2 separate regions of the Capra hircus genome follow, and region 1 is linked to region 2. A link is a contact called in public Hi-C data. All regions are on one chromosome and are shown on one strand. The core of a region is the stretch at or near the end of the contact, and the rest is flanking DNA. Distances in the headings are between cores, read along the strand shown. Region 1 has its middle 6.1 kb from the start of LUZP1. Region 2 holds the start of LACTBL1 (putative beta-lactamase-like 1).

Region 1 (2,729 bases), core at 112-2,611, 190 kb before region 2:
GCCCTCTCCAGATATTTGAAGGAAAACACATGTACCCCTTAAGTCTTTTTTAGACCAGAGTCAATATTCTGGTCCCTTCTACTGCTCCCCCATATAATGTGTTTTTTTGGGATCCCTCTTTCAGCTATTATGTTGCTCGTCCTCCCATGAATGAGTTACATTTTCTCCACGTCATTTTCAAAGTTCTGATCCCAAATGGGACCTCAGACATGGGCAGAATGACTTCACCTCCTTCACTGCATATCGTTGTTGCTTAGTTGCTAAGTCCTACCTGACTCTTTCATGTCCCTCTCTTTCATGACCCCATGAACTGAGGGGGTCACCATTTCCTTCTCCAGGGGATCGTCCCGACCCAGGCATCAAACCTGCGTCTCCTGTGGCTCCTGCACTGGTAGGTGGGTTCTTTACCACCGAGCCACCAGGGAGGCCCCACGTCGTATATGCAGTGCTTCTATGAACGCAGCCGCAAACCCAGTAACGCATCTACGTATGAAGCACTGACCGGTGCGCTTGTGATAGAGAGGGAACAAGCCAGCAACTCCCCTGACTTCCTGGAATTTACGTTCTTCCCACTGAGCTAAGGAAGGAGGCAGAGTCACAGGTCACTTAGCGAACTTCAGACATAATCCTAGACCATCAGAGCTGGTAGGGCCCAATCTCTTCAGGCCCATTTTTATAAATGAGGATCCTGAACCCAGAGAGTGGAAGTGACAGGCCCAAGATTCCACAGTGCGATGGAATCAACGTCTGCCTCTCTCCAAATTTCAGGTGCAGGTGAGCCCTGGGTTCTTAGAGGGGAATGTAGACTGAGATGAAAATGCTTTTACCCTGGAGAATTTGTTTAACGCCCTTCCATCCTCAGAGCAGAAATCCCTCTATTCCAGGTATGACCACCAGGGGGCGGAAGGGCACCAGAGAAACGCACAGAAATCGAAGGCGAGTGGGTGCCTTCCTCACTCAGGGCAATTCTCTGGCAGGAGGGGATAATGAGGTGGGAAGACTGCGTGCTCTGGGACAGCGTCAGGCGGCTGTGTACATTAAAGACATACACAGGGGTGAATTCTGCCTCCTCCAAGGAGACCACATAAGGGAGTTGTTAAAAGCTTGGGCACAGGCATCATGGAGAACTTGGAAGGAAATCGCGCTTCCCTTCGCCACTTTATCATGTCACCTCCCAGACAACTAGCCTCAGGCACGGAGCATGGATGCAAGATGATGTCCTCGCTTCCCAGGGCTCTACACAGCGCCTGAGTTGCCGGTGCTGTCTTCCCGACTGGTCCCTTTTCCAGGTCGGTGGTTAGCAATTCCTCCTGGCAAAGATGTCTCGGTCAGAGGGCAGGCAGAAGGTGAGACTGCCAGAACCTGACAGATGCCCAGCTCAGGCTGGCAGCTCGTTCACCGCGCGTCACACAGAACCGCAGGCGCAAAGGCCCCAGGGCTGGAAACCATGAATATTTGGGTCCATGGGGGCCAAGGATGCCTGAGAGCAAAGAGAGGGTTGGAGAGGTAGGCTGGACCTTGAGGACCACAGCAAATAACTGACTTCAAACTTTATCCTGGGAGCAACAGGGAGCTACTGGAGGTTATTTATCAGGGGAATGACTTGCTTAGCTAAGTGTTGAAAACAGTCACCTGAGCTGTGAAAGGAGGAAGGGAGCTGGGGGCGCCTTGAGACTGAAAAGGAGCCCAACCAGGAGGTTGAGAAGATGAGACCAGACATGGTGATGATGTCGGTGGCTGGCTTTCCACCCACTCAGAACTGATGACCAGCTTGAGTCACTCCACTGACACTGTGTGTCTTACCCAAGAGATGGTTCTCACAGGGGAAGGGACTGCCCCGACAGGAGGAATAAGTTGGTTCCTACAGCATATGTTTCCTAGAAGATCCTTGAGAGAAATAAACAGCTTAGGTTCATGAGAGAGAGGGGATCCTGGCCCAGGGTGGAGGGGAGGGGCCGTGTTGCCTCGAGGTTAGAAATACATGCTAGTGTCAGACACATCTGTCTTATGTCCCAGCCTTGCCACTTCTCAGCTGTGTGACCCTGGACAGATCACTCTGCTTCTCTGATCCTCAGTTTGAAAAGAAAGTGAAAAGTGAAAGTGAAGTCGCTCAGTCGTGTCTGACTCTTCGAGACCCCATGGACTGTAGTCTACCAGGCTCCTCCGTCCATGGGATTTTCCAGGCAAGAGTACTGGAGTGGGGTGCCATTTCCTTCTCCAGGAGATCTTCCCGACCCAAGGAGTAAACCCGGATCTCCTGCTTTGTAGGCAGACGCTTTACTGTCTGAGCCCCCAGGGAAGTCCTTCAGTTTACTCATCCATAAAATGTGATTGCCAACACGGCTTACCCTTTGAAGCTGTTGTGGTGGTTAGGCAAGGTAATATGTGAAGCGCCCAACACGTGGAAGCCCAAGGGGGAGCTTTCCGTTCTCGTTTCCCCTCAAAGACAGTCTTTTGCTGTAGCATAGTAGTCATTCTGGGCTTTCCAGGTGACCCAGTGGTAAAGAATCCACCTGCAATGCAGAAGACGTGAGTTCGATCCCTGGGTTGGGAAGACCCCCTGGAGGAGGGCATGGTAACCCACTCCAGTATTCTTGCCTGGAGAATCCCATGGACAGAGGAGCCTGGTGGGCCACAGTCCATGGGGTCACCTGTCCGACCCCATGGGGGTGGGCTACAGTCCATGGGGTCACAAAGAGTCAGATGCAACTGAGCAACTGAGCACACAG
Region 2 (2,823 bases), core at 19-2,518:
ATAGATGGAAAAACAAAGAGGGCCCCAAGGTAGTTACAGAACTGGGATTTGAACGGAGTTCTGTGAATATGTGTGGACTTCCCAGGTAACTCAGCAGTAAAGAATCCGCCTGCCGTTGCAGGAGGTGAGATTCGACCCCTGGGTTGAGAATATCTCCTGAAGAAGGAAATGACAACCCACTCCAGTATCCTTACCTGGAAAATCCCATGGACAGAGGAGCCCGGTGCTATGGTCCACGGGGTGGCCAAGAGTCACACACAGCTGAGCGAGTGAGTACACACACACACAAATGAATATGTAACAACGAGGCTGATCCCGGTGGCCTTTGAACTGTGTTTCTTGGGGCCGAGGTTTCCTCAGAGGTCGCTGGAGGAGCTGGTGTGGGTGGTGGCAGTTCTGGGAGGCCCCAGGGTTGAGTCGAGGCTGTTTCCCGGCAGTTCCCATCACCTTTCGTCCCCACACGGGGCTGGGCAGACACTCCTCTTGGAGACAGCATTCCTGGGCCTGGAGCGTTTTGGGTCACGTGGTGCCATGCCATCTCCCTGACAGATGTGCACCCTCCCCGCTGCTCGGGGACCCCAGAAACTAATCCCCTGGCGTGTGACACACGAAGGGATTAGTGCTGGGAAATCGGAGCCACATCTGGCAGCCTTTGGGGAGCCGGCAGGGAGCTTGTGCAAGGCCACCCTTGTACCCGGGAACACAGGGGCTCCGGGAGGCGCAGGTCGGAGCTGCCCCGTCCTCCTGAGCCTGCCAGGAGAGGGTGAGTCGGGGGCAGGCCCCCAGGGCTCTGACAAGGCTTGTTTCTGAGGCTTGAAGCGGGAGGAGGAGCTGGAGGTAGAGACAGTGGCAGGGAGAGTGACCAACTGTCCCGGTTCCCCCGGACGGAAGGGGTTTGGGGCTTTCGTGCTGAAATCAGGACAGACAGGACAGGCCTGGGCAACCAGGGTTTTCCCTGAGTTTCCTTCCCCTTGCCTTTGAGGCGGAGCTTCGTGAAATGGGGATCCTTGCCCTGGTGAGCCTCGTAGTGTTGGTGGGCGGGGGAGAAAACGTGGGAGACATATTCATGTCTGGAAACCGCGAGGGCTCCTGGGTGTTCGTCTTCCCTCCTCGTCTTCTGGCATTCCTCCAGCTCCCTCTTCTCTTTTCCAGCCTCCAGGAACTCTCTTCTCTCCACTGACTCAATTTCCCCACTCACAGCGTCTCCTGGACTATAGATCTGACTCCTCAAGGGCTGGAATCTTTCACGGCATGGAGAGAGTGAAGACCCAGGTGAGGCATAGCCCCATGAAGCCTTGCTTCACATATTGACCTAACTCATAAATCACCCCCACATCACCTTCCTTGTCATCACTCACATTTCTAGAGTTTGCACCACAGGCCGGCAAACATTTCATGTGTTTTCTGGGTATTAACTTATCAAATTCTCAAAACAAACCAGAAATGGAGCCTCCTCTTTTTCTGTCTCAGAGACCCTGACTGGAGTGTCCCCCAACTCAGTCCCAACCACCTGTTCAATGAAACTTTCCCCCTGCTCCCACCCTGAGGCTGAGCAGCGGCATCCCAGAGCCCCCAAGAGCCCTGTGGCATGATCTGTTTACATCTCTTTCCCAGAGGAATTATTATAACAGCGTCAGCTACCAGTTTGTGAGTAGCTAGTTTTGAGGGGCTTTGCCTACATTTTCTCAGTTCAGTTCAGTTCAGTCGCTCAGTCGTGTCCAACTCTTTGCCATCCCATGGTCTGCAGCAAGCCCAGGCTTCCCAGTCCATCACCAACTCCTGGAGTTTACTCAAACTCATGTCCATTGAGTCAGTGATGCCATCCAACCATCTCATCCTCTGTCATCATTCCCTTCTCCTCCTGCCTCCAATCTTTCCCAGCATCAGGGTCTTTTCAAATGAGTCAGTTCTTTGCATCAGGTGGCCAAAGTATTGGAGTTTCAGATTCAGCATCAATCCCTCCATTGAATATTCAGGACTGATTTCTTTTAGGATGGACTGGTTGGATCTCCTTGCAGCTCAAGGGACTCTCAAGAGTCTTCTCCAACAGCACAGTTCAAAAGCATCAATTCTTCGGCATTCAGCTTTCTTTATAGTCCAGCTCTCACATCCATACATGACCACTGGAAAAACCAGTAGTTTTCTCAGTTACCCTCCCCTAAAGTCTATGAGGTGTAGGAATGATGGCTGTGCCCATTATGCAGACAAGGAAACTGAGACTTGCAGAGGGGAAGTCGTTTGTCCACAGCTTGTCCACAGCTAAAAAGGGCAGAGCCAGAATCAAGTCCCAGGGCCCAGAGCCCTTGTGTCTGACCTCCAACCACCCTGCTGGCTCCACAAGGGACAGATGTGAGCCAAAGGGAGTAGTGCTGGGCCCCACACACAGCCAGCCCCTGGGGATTATATTCTGATTGAATAACTAACTGGGCCAGGAGGTCTGCCCCAGAGTAGCCAACGAGGAGAAGAGAACTGAGAGTCTCTGGGCTGCAGACCACCTGGAGAAGAAGCTGAGTAAACTGTGTTATGGCTGGGATTTGGGAGAGTTTGGCTCTGAGTCCCTACTCCACGAGCATCTTCCAGCTGGGATGGGAGAGGAGAGATGCCCTATGGCCATTTCAAGTCACAGTGTGAGCAGCCGGGGAGCACGTTTAGACGCTAGACACGGACCCCACCTTTGGGTCTATTGGAATAAATCCTGAGACTGGAGAGATATGAGATGAGGCTGGGCTCCAGAGGAGGGCTGCGAATCAGGCATGCAGAGAACCCAGGCACACGTTGGGGTTGGGGTGGTACAGAGATGGGGCTAGAACCCCACCTCCATCA

What was found. Hi-C and Micro-C count contacts between places; a contact is called where the count stands out from the background.
Region 1: a Hi-C map of blood shows a contact between it and region 2, with 4 times the contacts expected there. The contact joins the enhancer-like site here to the promoter of LACTBL1 in region 2. A contact is called at or near these places in 2 of 5 Hi-C or Micro-C datasets (both in blood).

What each region holds. Positions count from the first base shown.
Region 1 is chr2:6,291,218-6,293,946 of ARS1.2, reverse strand. No RefSeq gene overlaps it. Among named protein-coding and RNA genes, the nearest start is that of LUZP1, 6.1 kb to the right of the region's middle. Within about 2 kb of position 1,361, at least 1 of the 5 cell types and tissues checked has an H3K27ac peak or open chromatin away from gene starts, as enhancers often do.
Region 2 is chr2:6,097,619-6,100,441 of ARS1.2, reverse strand. LACTBL1 (putative beta-lactamase-like 1) reads left to right here and starts at 1,268. Exons shown (of 7, transcript XM_018067081.1): 1 at 1,268-1,272.